Regions from separate parts of the Athene noctua genome. Here region 1 is linked to region 2. A link is a contact called in public Hi-C data. All regions are on one chromosome and are shown on one strand. Each heading gives the region's core, a stretch centred on a gene start, on an enhancer-like site or on the middle of the called end of the contact. The rest is flanking DNA. Distances are from core to core; before and after follow the strand shown. Region 1 holds the start of KLHL12 (kelch like family member 12). Region 2 holds the start of LGR6 (leucine rich repeat containing G protein-coupled receptor 6).

Region 1 (3,138 bases), core at 175-2,674, 170 kb before region 2:
AAGCCAGGCAAAGCATCTTACATTTAACAACACGAATGAGTGCTAGCTTTAGCTCAAATATTACCTCTCAGTGATTCAGAAAAACAGCATGCAGGTACTGCGAGTGAATACAGCAAGTACTGTGAAAGCAAATGTCCTCACAGCCGAGACTCGCCAAGTAGAGTAACCAGGGGCTTATAGTCTCACCCCCAACCCCAGTGCTGGAGGCTACATCTTCTTCACGAGAGCAACAGCACAACCCAACACGTACCAGCTAATCAGGCAGTGCGAAACAGAGACCAGAACATGAGTGAAATACCCTCCATTTCAGTTTTAAAGGGCTGCCTTAATTCACCACCCGGTCTAAGGCACACACCACAGCTTGAACAGCCTTGCACTAGGGCTGGCACCCTTGGCAATAAAGATGCCCAGAAGCATGAAGACCATAAGACACAACTAGAAAAAAAAAAATTAAAAAATCAGTAGATATATCAGAGCCTTTCAGTTTGCTAGCTCAGCCTGGCAGCTCTCTGGTGCAGACGTTGGTCATGCAGCAGACAATGATTCAGGACCACGGTCCCAACTGCAGCCTCTAACTCCCACCATGCCACGATAAAGGGCTCTGGGGCCACCATGAGGAGACCAAGAATCACCGCGATGGGATCCAGGTCCACCAGAGAGGATTCAGAGGGCTCCAGGACCACCACGAGGGGATCCTGGGCCACCAAGAGGAGCTCCAGAGAGACCCTGGGCCACCATGGGGGGATCCCAAAGGCTCCAGGATCGCCACAAGGGGATCCAGGCCCAGCTGCTAAGCAGCTTGACAGAGAGCAGCCCAAGCATTGGGCAGCCCTGCCTCCTCCACCCGCGGAGCACCCAGGGCCGGCGGCAGCCCGCGCTCTCGGGGCACACCGACCTCGCTGGTGAACATGGCGCAGAAGTAGTCGCTGCAGGCGGCCAGGACGATGCGGTGGGCCGGGAAGTCCTTGTGCTCCACGCGGAGGGTGACGTCGCAGAGCGTGTTGCTCTTCCGCAGGGCGTTCATGGCGTTGAGGATGGACTTGGCGTGCGAGTTGGTCATGATGTCCTTGGGGGGGGCCATGGCGCCCGGCACCTGCGGGCACAGCCAGCACGGCCACATGTCACGGCCCGCCCGCCGCGCCGCCAGGGGGCGCCCTCTCGCCGCGCCGCGCCGCCCCTCCCTCTCTGTCTCCCTGCCCCGCCCGGGTCGCCCCCGCCCTGCGCCGCGCCGGCCGCCACAGGCCGCCCGCAGCCCCGCCACCCCTCCCCGCCCCGGCGCCGTTCCCCCCCCGCCGAAACGCGGCAGCGCCGCCCGCCCGGAGCGGCCCGGCCGCACTCACCGCCGCGGGGAGAGGTCCCGGCCCGCGCACCTCGCCTCCCCCCGCCCTTCCCTCTCCCCGCGCGGCGCGCTCTGATGGCGTCATTGCGCCGCGCGACCCCGCCCCTGGTGCCTCGCGGTTGCCGGGCAACGGGCTCCTGCCGCCGCCCCGGCCCGGCCCGGCCTGGGCCCCCCCCGGGCAGCGCCGGCCTCCGCCGCCTCACCGGGCCCGGGGCCCGGCTGAGCGCTCCCGCAGAGAAGCGGGAGGAAGCGGTGCGGAGGCTGAGCCCGGCGGGGCGGGTGCCCGGGCCCGCAGCGGCAGGAGCGGCTCGGGCTTGCTGAGGTCTGGGGAGGTTCGAGGGAACGGTGCCTTCTAGTTGACCCAGGGGATGGACCTGGGAGCACGGGCAGATCCCTCACACACTGCCGGACACGGGTCGTGCTCTGCCTTCCCATTTTTGTCACTCCTCGAGGGTGAACACCCTGGAATTGGCCCTGCCAGGGCTGCTGGAGACAAACAAGGAGCGAGGCCCCAGAAGACTTCTTTAAAATCCTAGGATTTTTAAACGAGCGCTATTTTTGAGCTCTTCCCACACACACACAACTCAACATCTCCGGCAGATCGCCTCCAGCTGACAACCCTGAGCTCATGGTGGCTGCCGCCTCCGCTCTCCCCCTGCCCTCAAGCTCATTTCCATGCTGCCGAGTGCCTGGAAATTAATTTTAAAACTTAAAGCTATACATATAGTCAGGTGGTTGGTATAGAGTCGCTGTTAGTGAGCTGACATAAATACTCAGTTAAAAGTAGAACAAATTCTGAGTTAAGAAATCTGTACACGGAGGTTAAGATACTATCCTGGCTGATCATTAATCATAAACTTCCTCCTCAAGAGAGGTAGGATCAGTCTGCTTTGAGACTGCGTGTGAAACGAGAGATTGGAGGATTTGTTAGACCTTAAGTTGTACTAATCTAGCAAGCAAGGGATTGGCAAAATCCAGCAGCTAGAGATGAGAAATCAGTGTTTAGCCAGAAGGGCAGTTAACCACTACCTTCAGAGCTGGCAGATGTTCTGCCATGTCGGATCTTTAAATCAGTATGCAGCATCTCTTTCTCTAGATCCAGTTCAAGCAGAAATTATCGTGCTGGAGGCAGGTACCAGTAAGTGAGACGCTATGTCAGACTATATCAGCATACAGTCCTCTTGGAGCTTAAAATCAAGAGGGATGTTTGAGCAGAGTGTCAGAACAGGCTGTCAGTCCATGAGAGATGCAGCCTGGACTAATGGAGATAAAAAGTCAGCATATGCCTGCACAGCGCTTACATTCATGCCATGTGCTCCTCATTTCCCAAGACACATCAAATCAGTCTCTGCATCCACCTCGTCTTGATTTTCCAAGGTTATATATGAAATCTCTAGACAGTGTTGAAGACCCGTTTAAAACCATGACTCTGTATTTTTTTCAAGATGTTCTTTTACATCTGGGGAAAACGAAGGTAGTCACAGTAAAAATTGCATATTGAAATTAAACTTTATGTCACAAAGGATGAAAAATACCACACAAAAATTAGTTTTATACTGTATGTTTATGAAATAGGTTTGCAGTCTTGATTTTTGAATGTTGACAGATATATTGAGTTGCTCTCCACGTTATATATATTCCATTATATATTCCATAATATTATATTTTTATAATTTCTCATATTTAATATATTATATTTATTAGAATATTATATACTATATATTTTATGTATTTTTATATAATGTATATATTTTGCATCCATATATGTTTTGCTTTTCAATCAGTATTTTAAAACAGGA
Region 2 (3,009 bases), core at 193-2,692:
AAAACCCTTCCTGAAGTTAGGGTGCTTAGCTTTAACAGTTGAGTGACTTCATCTCAGGACATTCCAGGAACACCAGAAAACCAGCAACACAGTCTGTATGCCACCCCTGGACACAAGACCCCTCTCAGCACAATGACTGCAAAACAAATGGCCCCAGCACCGCCTGGGGGCTCCTAGTTCTTCTCAAAGATCGTGGCATACACAGCTTCCCTTGGTGGCACCTCAGCAGCATCCCTAGCTGGGAAAGCCAAAGTCCTTACCAGGCGTGCAGCTGAAGTTGGTGGGTTCATCACTTTCTGCAAATAAAGAGACCAAGCATCTTCCCCAGCACATGCCAGGGCCAACCTGTCTCCCTGAGAGAGGTGTTTCCTCTCCTGGACAAAACCTGATCCTTCCCCAGAGTCCCTTGCTCACCCTGGGGACATCCTCAGCCATCACTAGTCACCACTGAGACCATCGCTGGGGCAAGAAATGAACCCACCAGTCCTGCAGTAGTTTAACCCTTTGGGGTATTAATGCCAGAAAGGATGGGAAACATTCAGATAATTACGAATTTTTAAATTTTAAAAAACCAAACACCACAACCTACCAAAGTCCCCACACCTCTTATAAGACTTCAATATTCTTTTTAAAGAAGCAGCTTGGACACTGCTGGTGGCCAGCTCAACCTAAACCTCCGAAAGCCATGAGTAATCACAGCTATTGAAATGTTTGACAGAAGGATCCCAGAGCAGTTTGCACTAATTGCTCAGTATAAATACTCCATTATGTTCTCAGACAATCAGAATCTACCCAGCAAATCAGCTCCTCTGATCCACTGTAATCAAGAAGCAAAGCATGCATAACATCGCAATATAAACAGCATTTGCAGAGGGGCGCAGGGAGGAGGGGGAGCTGGCTCAGCTTGGCAGGTCCGGGAGTAATAGCTGCCTTTTTTGTTGTTGTTTTGTTTCTAATTTCCAGAGGAAATTTAATTTCAGGCAAATGTGGCACAAACTTCCAAGCTGGAGGAAAGCTGCCGCTGATAAAGGGGTCCAGAGAAAGTGTTGCAAAAGAAACAGCAAGGGCTGTACTTACAGGTAAGCTGTCAGAGGGCTCAGGTTGGCAGGGACCTCTGAAAGCCCCAGCTCGGAGCAATCCACCGAGAGCATGATGCCATCCTCTTCGCAGTGGCACTGGGGTGGGCACGAGGGCACAGCACCTTGCTCTGCAGGCACCGCCTGGAAGCGGGCAGAGGAGGCCAGAAGAATGCCCCAGAAGAAGAGCTTGTCCATCCTGGCTTTGGCTGCAGCCCTGAGGACTGTGCGAGGAGCCGCCGGCTGGCTCTGACCCCGGGGCTCAGCTGGATGGAGGGGAGCGATCCCGCTGCCTCGCACGCAGCGGGCAGGGTATCTCCTGCAGGTCGGAGTGTGGTAAGGATGCAGCCAGAGAAGGGAAGGCATTGTTGAATGATCTTGGTTATTGGGTTTCAAGGGCTGGGCAGGGGCGTGAGACACTCCAATGGGAGGAGTTAAACTTTCTACTCTTTCCCTCTCTCTCTCTTAGAGCTGGCAGGAATTTCATTCAAAGGGAAGAAAGGGGGAGAAAAAAAAAAAAAAAAAAAAAAAGAAAAGAAACCTCAACAAATAAAGACCTGTTCATAGCTCCGGGACCTGTGCTTGTTTTGTAACAATGTTTTTGTGAGATAGCAAGGCAGGGGAAGGCAAAGATAGCAGGGCAGAGGAGCATAAATAGGGAGGCAGGAGTACCCAACCAGCACTTCAAGCGCTCCAGACTTTGGGACGCTGAAATATAACCCCAGATAAAGGACTCCGTGTGTCTGCGCTGGCTGCTAAACCCAGCTGCAACTGGAAAGTCAGGGTGCAGCTGTGGACAGGGGAGTGAGGAGCTCACAAGGAGCTGTTTGCTGGGAGCAGCTGTGCCCAGGGCTGTAGGTCTGTCTGTCCCGCGGTCTGACCGCCCGCGCAAGCAGCCCCGTTCTGTCCCCACGCGTTGGGCAGGGGCTGGGTGGGAGATGCAGGGGGATGGAGCAGCAATGTCGTGGCACTGACCTCGACAGAATGCTCTCCAGGACAGAGGGACAGGGTGCTCTTGCAGCTGTGCTGCTTGCTACAGTTTTGCCCAGATCAAGGTTAGGGGCATGTGTGAGCTGTGTTTGCAGGAGCTGCACAGCATTGATGCCAGAAGCAGGTTTGCTCCAAGAGCTCTTTCTAACCTTGGGTAAAGTGGTCAGAGGTCATAGCAGAGGAATAGTCCCCTGAGTGGGGTCGTGAAGCCATGCATTTGGAGCCCCATCATGCTGAAGGGAGCAGGTCTGGCTTAGAAGGGGGGTACAGCTGTGCAGTCCAGCCCAGGGCCTTGAGGTGTCCTGAAACATGTGGGATGTGCATCAGAACAGGATTTCTTGCTGCTTGGGTGTCGAGGAGCTACCGAGTTCTGGGGCAGCAGAAGCACCTGCTGAGAAAAGGCTGCTGGATCAGCAATGGCAGAGCCTGCAAAGGCCAGCTCTGTGTGGCCTCTCTGCTCCTCCCTCCTGATGACAGCCACTGGCTGCTCAGGGTCACCATGATGTCCCTGGCTGGGGTGACTGATGTCCTCCTATGGCAGTGGGTTCAGTGACAGGGCCTGAGTCTGGCCCCACAGCTTGAACCATGCTGCGTCTCTCTCTAGGGCCAGGCATCTTGTTTGTAATGGGGACAGCAGCTGAACACGGGTCTCTCACTCTGAAGACAACTGACCACTGGGCTTTAGGTGTGTGTGTCCCTCCCTCCGCCTCCCCTCCAGCCACTGCTGGAGGGAGTGAATGGTGCAGAGAAAGAAGGGCCCAGTTTTGGGTGGCTGCAAAGTGCACCCACAAAGTTACCCCTCTGGCTGTGGTCATGCCATGGTAAGATGTTGCATGGCTGAAGCAGAGACTGGGAGATAATTTTAATGGCCCTGCTTCTCCTGAATGCCCTTCTGGCAAAAGAGTTTCCTAATTGATACCCCCGTTCTTTCAGCACAAAAAAG

Evidence for each region. A called contact is a pair of places that touch in the nucleus more often than the background predicts.
Region 1: a Hi-C map of heart shows a contact between it and region 2, with 6 times the contacts expected there. The contact joins the promoter of KLHL12 here to the promoter of LGR6 in region 2. A contact is called at or near these places in 2 of 2 Hi-C or Micro-C datasets (heart and liver).

Annotation. Positions count from the first base shown.
Region 1 is chr23:2,162,681-2,165,818 of bAthNoc1.hap1.1, reverse strand. KLHL12 (kelch like family member 12) reads right to left here and starts at 1,424. Exons shown (of 12, transcript XM_074925715.1): 1 at 1,341-1,424; 2 at 896-1,093. The coding sequence starts at 1,424.
Region 2 is chr23:1,990,294-1,993,302 of bAthNoc1.hap1.1, reverse strand. LGR6 (leucine rich repeat containing G protein-coupled receptor 6) reads right to left here and starts at 1,442. Exons shown (of 18, transcript XM_074925442.1): 1 at 1,078-1,442. The coding sequence starts at 1,442.